2 separate regions of the Mus musculus genome follow, and region 2 is linked to region 1. A link is a contact called in public promoter capture Hi-C data. All regions are on one chromosome and are shown on one strand. Each heading gives the region's core, a stretch centred on a gene start, on an enhancer-like site or on the middle of the called end of the contact. The rest is flanking DNA. Distances are from core to core; before and after follow the strand shown.

Evidence for each region. Promoter capture Hi-C pulls out the DNA fragments that hold promoters and counts their contacts.
Region 2: a contact with region 1 is called in a promoter capture Hi-C map of hematopoietic stem and progenitor cells, with 2.3 times the contacts expected there. The contact joins the promoter of D3Ertd751e here to the enhancer-like site in region 1. A contact is called at or near these places in 8 of 39 promoter capture datasets (the 3T3-L1 cell line, 3T3-L1-derived adipocytes, hematopoietic stem and progenitor cells and 3 more), 2 of 484 Hi-C or Micro-C datasets (brown adipocytes and macrophages), 1 of 115 datasets of contacts at active chromatin or transcription factors (astrocytes) and 4 of 9 other capture datasets (adipose tissue, liver, macrophages and 1 more).

The regions. Positions count from the first base shown.
Region 1 is chr3:41,225,272-41,231,517 of GRCm38.p6, reverse strand. No RefSeq gene overlaps it. Among named protein-coding and RNA genes, the nearest start is that of Gm40038, 55 kb to the right of the region's middle. Within about 2 kb of position 2,812, at least 65 of the 459 cell types and tissues checked have an H3K27ac peak or open chromatin away from gene starts, as enhancers often do. A contact at or near this core is called in brown adipocytes and hematopoietic stem and progenitor cells, where this site is marked.
Region 2 is chr3:41,739,219-41,745,104 of GRCm38.p6, reverse strand. It overlaps D3Ertd751e (DNA segment, Chr 3, ERATO Doi 751, expressed), which reads right to left and starts at 2,487. Exons shown (of 6, transcript NM_001099785.1): 1 at 2,416-2,487. Sclt1 (sodium channel and clathrin linker 1) reads left to right here and starts at 2,591. Exons shown (of 21, transcript NM_001081411.1): 1 at 2,591-3,110. The coding sequence starts at 3,077.

The DNA.
Region 1 (6,246 bases), core at 1,563-4,062:
AGAACTCATAATCCACCTATTCCATTCAAACTTTCAACTGGAGACAACAGGTAATAAAAATCTTTAGACAATGATCCGTGTAATACTGCAAAGCAACAGGATGGGTGACCAAATTCACTGTCCACAGAAGGTTCTGCAGGTGTACTTGGCGACTTTTGTCACCTCTGAAGACCTAACCACAATCTGTGCTCATGTCACAGACCATATGTTCCTGTTGGCATCTATGGCTGACACTGGCTCTGAATGAAGGAATAGAGGCGGGGTGTTCAGATTCTCAAGACAAGTAGCTGAGGAGAAGAGAGCACTTCCCAGTCCTGGGGTGCAAGTGGAAAAGACCAAACACTAACACTCTGTCTGTGGGGCCTGCCTTGCTTTGCCAGAGTCCCTCGGCATGACAAGGAGATGCCTGGAGGAAAGCAGAGCAGGGCCATGAGGCCATAGCATCTCTCTGGCCTGTGTCTACCATGAACTGTGTGCCCCTGCTCCAGATGGCTTGGCTCTACCAGCCAGGGCTGTGGCCAACTCACTGGGCAACAACCAATGCACTGATTGCCATATTCACCATGGGCACCGAGCAGTAGTATTCGACCTGTCTCTTAAACAAAGTATTAAGTGTCACTGAGGAAGATTTGCTTATTACACAGAGACTGGTATCTAATCTCTCCCAACCCAAACAAACACATGTTGTGCAAAGTTACATGCCACCACAGTTAAAACAGAGGTTCTGCACTTCAGCTGTCTGGAATCATTGAAGACTAGATGATTGTGGATGACTGAATTTCCACAAACATGGAGAGTTAAGAGTTCAAGCCTCAGGCCAGGCAGTGGTGGCACATGCCTTTAATCCCAGCACTTGGGAGGCAGAGGCAGGAGTATTCCTGAGTTCGAGGCCAGCGTGGTCTACAAAGTGAGTTCCAGGACAGCCAGGGCTACACAGAGAAACCCTGTCTCAAAAAACCAAAAAAGGAAAAAAAAAAAAAAGTTCAACCCTCTGGGCTGTGCAAAGGTGGTTCAGTGACTAAGAATAGTTGCTGCTCTTGCAGAGGACCAACATTTGGGTCCCAGCATCCACGCAGCAGCTTACAAATACCTGTAACTCCAGTTACAGGGTATCCAATACCCTCTTCTAGCCTCCAAGAGCACATTGATACATGTAATGCACATACAAACAAGCAGGCACACACAGATAGATAGATAGATAGATAGATAGATAGATAGATAGATAGATAGATAGATAGATAGATAGAGATGATAGATAGATAGATAGATAGATAGATAGATAGATAGATAGATAGATAGATAGATAGATAGATAGATAGATATAGATGATAGATAGATAGATAGATAGATAGATAGATAGATAGATAGATAGATAGATAGATAGATAGATAGATAGATGGATGGATGGATGGATGGATGGATGGATGGATGGATGGATGGATGGATAGATAGATAGATAGATAGATAGATAGATAGATAGATAGATAGATAGATAGACAGACAGATATTTAAAGAGTTCAACTGTCCTCAAGTCTGAGAAACCCGTCAGAGAATGATAGCAGGGTGCCCACCATTGCTGAGCCTGGGAGAACATTATCACTCTCAGTAATTTGCCAGTGTCTTCAACATTCCTCCTGAGAAGAAGGGCAGCTCTTTCTGAAGGTGATGATGCTTGGGCAGCATTCCTCTGGTGGCCTGGCTCCAAAGCTCTCTACAGACAGATGTGTAGTGTGCCAGTTCATTCTCCTCTTCCTCCTTGCCCTGACCATCAACTGGAAATCTTGAGTGTGTAGTCATTGAGTAACAGCTTCATAGATCAGACACTGAAACGCTGTATACAGGAAACACAAACCATGTGGCCGTGTTCCTGGACTGAGGACAGATTGTTGAGGTCACAAGGCTGAAGAAATGAGCCAATGAGAAGATGCTGGGTCAAAGCCAAGTCAAGTGGGATCCCACAATGATGGACACAGAGTCCTAGCCTCTGTAATGGATAAGGTGGACATAGGAAGTCCCTGAGTTGGCCCTAGGTCCTAGGTGCTGTGGCCTGCCATGGGACACTAGTTATCCATAACAGTCTTGCCCCTGAATCACGTTCAAAACCCTGTCAGCAGGCCACCTCAGTGTGTCCCAGCAATTGCTCTCCAAATATTCAGGCAGGATACATGAAGAAGGGTGGGTCCCAGAGACCTAGACGCTGACCTGTCTACCCAGCCTTGACGCTCCCTCGTGTATGTCAGCAAATGCTTTTCGTGTCAGGCATCTGATACTTAGCATGGCAGGTTATACTGTCACTCATTCCTGCAGGGTTTGACGCTGTCTCAACATCTATTTGCTCTGCAGAATATTTTTAGCAGGAGATTGGGAGAAGGGTTGCTGAGAGAGTCGGTGGGGAAGAAAAAAAGCTGTCCTGATGTAGGCTGTGTCACATTCTCAATGCTGAGCTAAGTGCCTTGAACACATACATGTTCAAAGCGCAATTGCTAATAATGCAATTCCCACCTCCCCATGTTTATAAAAAGGAAGGACAGGAATTGAAAATAAGGCTCAGGGGATCCCTGGCAACTGCAGATCTTCCTTCCTCCCTCCAGGAGAAAGCCAGGGAACACCTAAGTGGTCTTAGAAAGATATGGCACAGAACAGGGGATTTCAAGGGGAAAAAAAAAGAAACCCTTTTCAAATACGTTTCAAACAGTCAACGCGCCTGTTTCCGGAACTCTCCAGAAGAACTGAGAGCTGAGAATGCTATGCCTCCCCCACCTCCACCCTCTAAACTGGCTTTCAGGTGACGCAATGACAAGACCTCTGCGGTGAGCTGTCTGGAGGGACACAGCCAGTCATCAGAGCAGGGGTGCTGCCATCTCTTGGATGTTCATGGCCAGAGCAAGACTCTGTCCCAGAAAGGATGGATTTCAGTGATAATATGAAATGTTACCGGGCAATCTGTTCTGAAATAATTGCTCTGCATGTTGGCCTTCTTTTCCTTTTTAGAATTTCAAAGGCATGGCAGGCGGAAAGCAGAGGCAGCCTGAGGGGCACCTAAATGACTAAATCCAGCCCACCACAAACCTAACTGCACAAAAGCTCTTCTCAATTAGTGGAATGCAATTAATGGTATTGTCGAAACACTCCTGTCACTTCAATCCAGTGCTATTTAGAGCTTCAATTTAGAACTGTGTGCAGATTTTAGGATGTGCAGTTTCTTAGCCACTGTGAGCAGTAACACCTAATCCCCGAGATTCACCTAAGTTTCAACATAGAGAGTAATGGCAGCCTTCTTTCCCATCCTTACACACACAGACACACATCCACTCACACACATGCACTCAGACATACACATACACACACAATCTTATATACACATTTTGGGGTACATACACATAGGCTCAATTTTACTCTCATACAGATACATACAGGCACATATACACAGAGGCTCATACACACAAAGATATATATTTTCTTTCTCTCTCTCTCTCTCTCTCTCATATATATATATACATACACACATATACATATATACATATATATGCAGAAGCACACACAGATGTTCACACATATATACATACACATATACCCAAGCATACATGCACACAGGGCTCATGTATTCATTCAAATATATAAATATATATATATATATATATATATATATATATACACACACACACACATATCCTCTCTTTCTTTAATACACACACACACAGAGGCTCATATACACACTAACATGCATGTATACACCCACACAGGCACACATAAATACAGTCTCCTGTACTCATTCACTGGAGAGCATCCCAGCTCAGCCATCACAACATCCCCCTCCCCAGTGGAAAACTGGATGTGTCCACATTGGAAATATCTAGGGTGTTCTGAAGTAGGATACAAATTCCAAGGCTTTCATTGCATGATGGTCCTTTTGAAATATTTATATTGATTGGCCCAGTTCCTGAGAGGAAATAGGTGTTTCTCTGATTCTCCCAAGTATAGGTCATTTTAGCTGTTGGCTTGTCATATATTTTTTTTAATCTCCACATTTCCCTGCAGATGTGAAAGGAAGATTTAAACAGCAATGTTAGCTGCTTTGGGCTAGATTTTCAAAGCTACGCCAGGGGAGGTGAAAGCACAAATCCTGTTATTGTTACAGGATTAATGCACAGAAGTCCCAGAATACCACTTTGGAAATGTAGCCTAGGAATATTATTTTAATATACTGTGTGTTATTTTTAGACCCAGCTATAGTCCAATTATCAGCTGGTGTATCAAAATGGAGACAAGACAGAGCTGTCGTTAATCCAGAATTCTAGTGAGATTTTTGGTATTTGTGTTTTCTTATCTCTTAGATATCTGGATTATTTGGAAGGAAAATTGGACAGAAACCACTGCAGCTGTTCCCTACCTGTTCTGTTGCTATAGAGGCTGCTGCTTAGAGTGCTGGTTCTATAGAATGTTTTGGCCCAGTTCCCTCGTCCCCAGGGGAGAGAGATTGTGCGAAGAGAGGCATTAAATCCTGAGATCTTTTGACCGTGTCACAAAAAAGCTGAAATCAACCATAGGACACACATGACTTCAAGGCAGCAAGCCATGGTTTCTGCCTCCAGTTATTTCTGTTTCTGCTTTGACACATCTTAGATTGTTATCCAAAAATAACTACCTGCAGAAGGTCTTCCATGGAGTGGCTTGGCTCCAAGTTGCCCCTATGGGCATCAGTGGGCACTCGCTGATTCTTCAGACCCCTGCTGTGGCTTTATTAAGCCATGCTTGTCTTTCTTTTCGGCTTCAGGAAATGTATAGAAAAGAGATGGCTACAGCTCTGGGACCGAGATGCATCCAACCCAGGAGATAAGTGGAAGCCTTTCAGTTGGAGAAGAAACACTGGCTTTGGGGACTGAGAAGGTGACTCGGTGGACAAACTGCCCCTGTGCGTTTGTGAGGGCCGGAGTTTGGATCCACAGAACCCACATTAAAGCCAGACGGGTAAAATAGTCACCTAGTCACCTTTAATCCTGGCACTTGGGAGACAGAGACAGGGTCTCCAGAACACTGAAGGGAGCTATGATAGGCAATATTGATGAGCTCTGGACCCATCAAGGACCTGCTTCAGGGAACACGGAGGAAACAGTCAGGAAGACACCTGGTATCAACTTTTGAACCTTACATGCACATGGATGTGAACATTCAAAAAAAAAGCATTCATACAACACACATACACATGCAAAAAAAATAATAAAGAGGCATTTACACAAGAGTTTTCTGAGTTTCAAATCTCAGGAGTGTCTCCTGTTATCTCAGAGTGGGGTCGGGGCGTTGCTCTGCGGTGCAGCCCATAAGCAAAGACCTGTGCTTGATCTCCAACACACACACGTACACACACACACACACACACACACACACACACACACACATCTCTCAGCATCCCTGGAGGATAGGTTCCAGCACCCCAGCACATACTAAAACCCATCAAAGCTCAAATCCATATATGAAATGGAATATTTGTGTATAAGGGACACACAATTTTCCACATCCTTTCTCTTGGTTCCTTATAACACAGTGTAAATGCTGTGCAAATCACTAGGGGGTACTATACATGCCAAGCATCTGCTCTCCTTTTTCCATCTCTTCCTCCTCCTCCTTTTCGTCCTCCTCTTCCTTCTCCTCCTCCACCACCTCCTCCTCCTCTTCTTCATCCTTCTCCTCCTCCATCGCCTCCTCCTCCTCTTCCTCCTCCTCCACCTAGTTGATCCCTCAGATAGAGAAGTTGTGGATAAGGAGGACTGACTATTAAGAACAAGCCTGTTTATTTAGTTCCAAGTGAGAAGCGGTGGATAAGGCACATCCCATTCAGCAAACGTGGGCATTTTTGTAAATTTTGTCCGTGCTCTCTAGAGCAGTGGGCTGACAAGCCTTGCTAACACCCATGTCAGGGACCTGATGTGTGTCTCATGTGGCTCTAACTCAAATTACAAGTCAACTTTCCTGTATAATCGGCACACAAAGATTAAGCTGTAAGTTGGACTGAAGGAAACTGTCGGGTTTGGTTCTCAGAGTGAACCATTCTTAACCAGTGATCTTCATCTCTGAGGCAGATATGATTGGGTCCTAGACTCTTAAAACCCAGAAATGTATGGACAGCACACACTGGAGTCAATGGCCTATTGAATCTTTTAAAAAGGACACAAAGCTGGGAGGTATGGAGGCAGAGGTGGACCTGGGAGGTCAAAACATAGGACACAAAATGTTCAAAGAATTCATCAA
Region 2 (5,886 bases), core at 1,238-3,737, 510 kb before region 1:
ATTTGTTTCAATAAAATGATTTTTAAGGAAAATTTCCAAGTTCCTTCATTTACAAAAAAAAACAAAAACAAAAAACAAAATCTTTAATTTTTTATTACAGTCCATACTGCTTTTTAGTTCGCATCTGACACTGCAGCACACATTTCTAAAAGAAAAGGAGGGAGAAGAAAGTAAAGTCAGGGAACCTGCCAGCTGGAGGCAATGGGACTATCAAATGGTTTCAGTCCAAGTAAAGACAGACTTTGAAGAGATGCTCAAAGGACATACCAATAGGAACCGATAGGACACAGACCTGGAAGCTCTTCTAAGTTTGGTGCTAGCTGTGGTCTCTGGCCCAGGTCTGAGCAGTGAGCTCCCTCTTAGGCTCTGCCCAGTTGCTCCTGCGTTCTAGAGGGAGGAACTAGGAATTCTGAAACAGACAAACCTGATTTTTCAGTGAAAATGTTGAGAGGACACACAAAGGAACATCTGAAGGTTTTTAATCACACCATTTGAATTCTGGGTGCTTATGTCTTTTTAATTGTTTTAAGGGGGAAGGCTAACTCAGCAACACATTACAACACATTATAAAACCATTTGAAAAATGAACAGTAAATCACTGGAGATTATAATAAAACATGTAAAGTAGCCATTCATTTATTGCAATTAGAAGCTAGCTATAAACATTAAAACATTCAGCATAATTTATATCACATGGTGGTCAACGGTTGTGATACTGAAGCCATATTTTCTGGGCTCAAATTCTTGCTGTGATGAGCTAGCTTTCCAATTCGCTTACTTAGATTCCTATTTCATATGTTCTGAAGGTTTGCTAGACAGAAGCCTAGCATGTTTAATGTCAATACTAGATGTTTAGTGTCAATTTATTAAAATTACCAGTGAAACCTGCCATTAGTTTTCAATGCATGAAACTTCAACTGGCTTGTGCTTATTTTGACCATGATCATATAAAAACAAGCACTTCAAGTGCAAATATCAAAGTTCTATTTCACTACTCAGTTTAGACAAAACCATTGATAATTTTAATACAGAAGTCACACTTGGCTTTCTTCACCCTAATATATTCCTACCAAATGTAGGAAAATCTTTTTGAGTCAATAAAAAATGTTCCTCAGAAAGTACCCTATAGTGAACCTAAAAAAGAAATGGAGCTTGCACAATCAGTGTGTTTTTTTTTTTTTTGTTACGTTTATGGCCACTAAAAACCAGACCGGGTTGAATTTTCACTGATTCAAAGCTAAACTAACCCTTTGCATGGCTAGTGCCAACACATACATATTTAGCAGCGACTCTTTTTAGAGGAATGAGGGTAACACTGTTGATACTGTTTTATGAGTACAAGATTACTAAACGTCTTCAACGGTTAAACAAAAAGCCAAACTTCATCCAGGGCATACATGCCTTTTGTTTTGTTTTTGTGTGTGTCCACGTGGGGGAGTACGTCTATAGCTGTGTATGGACTGAGCTTGAGGCAGAGTATCAGTGGGATGTCATTCTCAAAGGCTGTTCACCTTTTTTAACCTACCTTTATTTTCACCAGATATTATCAAACAGGAAAAAAAAATCTTATTAACATGCCTGATTTTACTTTTTGCGACAATGACTTACTGACTCTGGAGTCACTTTCAAATTTGTCTAGGCTGCTGGATAGAGAGCACCCTTTTCCCTCATCCTGTCTGCTCCTCTCAAGCACTACTATTAAAGGCCATTTAATCTTTAAATTAAAGGGGATTTGCTTGGCTTTTTATGTGGGTGCTGGGGAATTCCAGGCAAGCACTTCATAACCAAGCTATCTCAGGCCCTGAGCATATTTAAAGAAACTGTATTTCAATGCATAAAAATATAATCAATTAAAAGCCTCAAAAGCCAATGATAAACTTCAAGTGAGCATTTTTTTATCGCTAATGTCTTTTGCCCCCAATATTTTGTGTATGTTTTATGTTTCAAGCTTTACAGCTCAAATACTCATAATATCACTTCGTAAAACTGTGAACGGTAGTTTATGCCCCAGTACAAATTTCATTTTATTTTTGCAGAATTTTATCTTTCCTTAAATCCGAAGAAACATCTCTGAAATACCTGCTAGATTTGCAGGCTATCCTGGATCCTGACCAGGTGCCTTCTTGAAGCCACAGGGTTAAATATTGGACAATAGTTCTCTTTTCTAGGCACAAGAACCAGTTTCAGACCTAGGAGCGACAGCTCTAAACTGGGGGGCGGGGTGAGGGGACCTTGAGTCACCTCAGCCCGAGGACTCACAGACCTCTCTGCACAGACTCCCACAGACGCTTAGTGTCTGCAAAACCAAGACTCGGGGGTGGGCAATGAAAATCCCTACCTAGTTAGTGCCTGCTCCTATCACAGTTTCCATACAAAAAAAAAAAAATTAATTAAATTAAAAATGCGCCACACTACCTCAGACAGACACTCGCTGCGCCACTGCGGAAGGCGCCAAGCAACCCACTCAGCCCCCAACGCGGCCTCAGGGACCCGCCCACCGCCTGACAGATAGCCAATCACCTGCCTGCGCCTGAGACGGCGCAATGACGCCTACCGACGCACGCGTGATGACGGACGCGGCGTCACCGTCTCCAAGGAACGGTCTGGGGCACCGCTTTCAAAGTCGCAGGGCGGGCCGAGTGGACTCCGCGGCCGCTCCTGCTTTCCCGCGGCCCTGGCGTCGCCCCTCAGCCGGCGGGGACGCTGCCGCCCAGCCAGGCGCGTCGCAGGGTCATCCTCCCGCGCGGTCTGACGGGAACTCGGCGCCCTCCGGCCGCGCGCGGCTCCGCGGCCCTTCTCGTCCGGCCGGGTCCGGCCGAGCGCGGAACGGAGTCTGAGGCGCGTCGCCTGGGTTCCGCGGAGCGGCGGGCCGGGCTGCGCCGCCGCGTGAGTGGGATGCTGATGTCTCCGCGCCAGGGCTCGGCTGCCCCTGCGACCCCTTAGCTTTTTGTTTGCCCTCACAGCGGGAGGCTGCTTTTTTGTTGTTGTTCGATTGCTTGCTTGTTTGAGAAATACCTTCTTTCCCCCCTGCGAGGAATCGATAAACGTGATGAAAACTCCAAACTAAAATATCGAAATGGCCACAGAAATCGACTTACTGAGAGACCAAAGTAAGCGCGCTCTGTTCCCTGATGGAAAATTCATCTGTAAGGTGCAGTGTCGCTATCGTTGACCTACTAATGTGTTGTGAATGCTGGTCGGGTCCCAGCGTGAAAAATGTTAAAAACTTAAAAAGAAGTGCTCTGCACAAAATGCTTGGTGATGTACATGAGGCTATGTATGTACTTAACGAAGCTGAGACGCTAGTAAATACTTGTAGAATATTCCTTGAGCGTGCACTGGAGTCGGCCAGGCACGAAATAGATTTGTAATGCAATGCGTCTGTTGTGCTCGAAGAAACTGGAGGGCTGATGGCCAGGAAGAGTTTCCAAGCCTGCAGGTTAGGACCTCCAGGCATTGCTCAGGTCGTTAGTTTAAAAGATGTTGACCTATGTTTCATTACGTGCCAGGTGCTATACATGTAGCTGATGTAAGGAGATTCTTGTTCTCCAAGCATGTAGCTGGCAGAAGGAGATACATAAATACCAAAAATACACTGAAGCAGCAGCAACTGCCGACTCGTTTGCATCAGATTCCAAGTAGTTGATGGAATTATTGAGCAAACATTGAAATAGCATCTACTAACATGGAGCTAAACAAATATTGACTATTATGCGGTTATTAAACTACTTCCAGAGGAGATGCCATTTGGACAGAATCTTGACATACCACTATGTGTTTACTGATAAGAAAGGTTTAGGTGTCCAAATTATTGGCAACATTGAGGAATTGGTAGTAATGCTTTGTTTAAAAACAAGACAGTTGCCTTGAACACTACATAGAGGTTTATAGAGGAGTACAGTTCGTTAGCTGCAGTTGTAATCATAGGTAAGAAGGATACCTATAGGACCTAAGGAAGATGTAGAGATTGAAGGCTGAGAGATTTGAAAGAGAAAGAGAGAAACTCAGGTATTTTCTTGAGCTACAGAGAAGGTTGGGGAAACATGCTGAACTCTACATTGAGACCAGAAGTAAGGACATACTCTTTAGATTTGTTTCTGTACATATATTGCCTAGCTCTCACATTTTACAAGTTTGATCTTGGTCAAAATTCTTAGCTTCTCTGTGCCTATGGTTAATACATGTTAAATGCTCTGCTCCCCCACCCCCATACACACTATTTATAGTGTTGTGGGATATATGCATACATATGTATACGTTCCATGTGTGTGTGTGTTGACATTACAATAGCATTATTTCTTAAGCAAATGAGTAGGAAAAACCTCCCTCACTCTATAAAGATGGATAGATCACAATCTGAGTGATCATCGTAAATGAGTTTTGCTTGGTGGAGAGACACCTGAATTTTAGAAGATGAGTTTTAGAAGAATAAAGCAACTGTAATTCTTAAATAAAAATTGAGTCCCAAATCTGAGCAAGCCCAAGTAAGAGAATTTATTTTAATTGAAAACTGAATTGTAAGTCAGTAAAACACAAGGGAGAATGGAAGAAGAGATTCCCACATAGAAGCATCAGAGCTCAAGGGCTTGAAAGGTCAGGAAATGGAAGCATGGAATTTTAAGGTTTGTATGAAGAGCTAAGAATGAGTGTTAGGAATCTGTGAGCTTTTTCTGTTACTAGAACTTGTATGCTAGTTAAAGATGGGGGTTGTCCCACTAGCCATACCACCTACCACTGTTGAGATAAAGATGACTCTCCATCCTTCCATTTGCCTCTCATACTCTCTACTGATTGATTGATTGATTGTTCATTTGTTTTTTTCAAGCATTGTTTCTCTGTTTAACAGTTCCGAGTGTTCTGGAACTAGATTTTTAGACTACACTGGCCTTGAACACTGCTCCTTCTGCCTCAAGAATGTTGAGATTAAAGGCGTGTGCCACCATACCCAGCCTTCTACATTGACTAAAGTGGATCTTAATTTCTTCTCACTGGATTAATTTGGTTTTTGTTTTTTTTGGTTTTTGTATGTTTATTTTGTTTTGAGAAGACCTGGCCTTAGATTCTCTCAATAGCCTAGGTTAGCTTCAAACTCATAACACATAAAGTAAATCTTTAACATTTTCAAAAGTCCATTAAGAATATGTCTTCATGTCTTCAGGGTACAGGAGGATTTCCTTTGTAGATTTGACTTTTATTAAAAGAAAATGGTATGTTAATAAACTTGAGTATTGCATGATACTGCCAATGTCTCCAACATTTACAGAAGCAACTGGTTAATGCATTTGCATATTTATGTGTGTTTGTTTATAACATAAATTTAAAAAAGAAAACAAGCGTCATGGCAAAGTGAAACGTTCTTGTAATATATACAATTTAAGTCCAGAAATGGGAATGGCGAGAACCTCAAAAAATTTATAACCACTCCCTCTTCCTCAAAGATAGTGAAATATAATCACTATCTTTAATGTTATACCTTAATTTAGTTTTTTCAATATTTAGTTTTAAAAAGTAAGATCATGACCTATTTATTCTTCTGTGCTTCATCATTTATAATACTTTGAAGTTCATTTTAATTGCTATACATACTTGGCAGTTTTAAAATTAATCACTTCTCTATTATGAGGATATCTGAGTTAGTCCCAGCTAGTGGATCACTGTTAATACTTTTGGTCATGGTTCTTATGGCTGGCTAGTTGATTATAGTGCCAAGAATTGTGTTCACCTTTAATTGTAGTTTGGTGATTTTAAACTCCCATCAGCAGTGTATAGGAGTTCAGCTTGTTCCACCAGTTCTCTTGGTAGCAGGAATGTGTGTTTCTGGAGACCAGAGGATGCCTCTGACGATGTCCTCGGGCTTTGGGCATTGTTTTCTTAACTAACTAACTA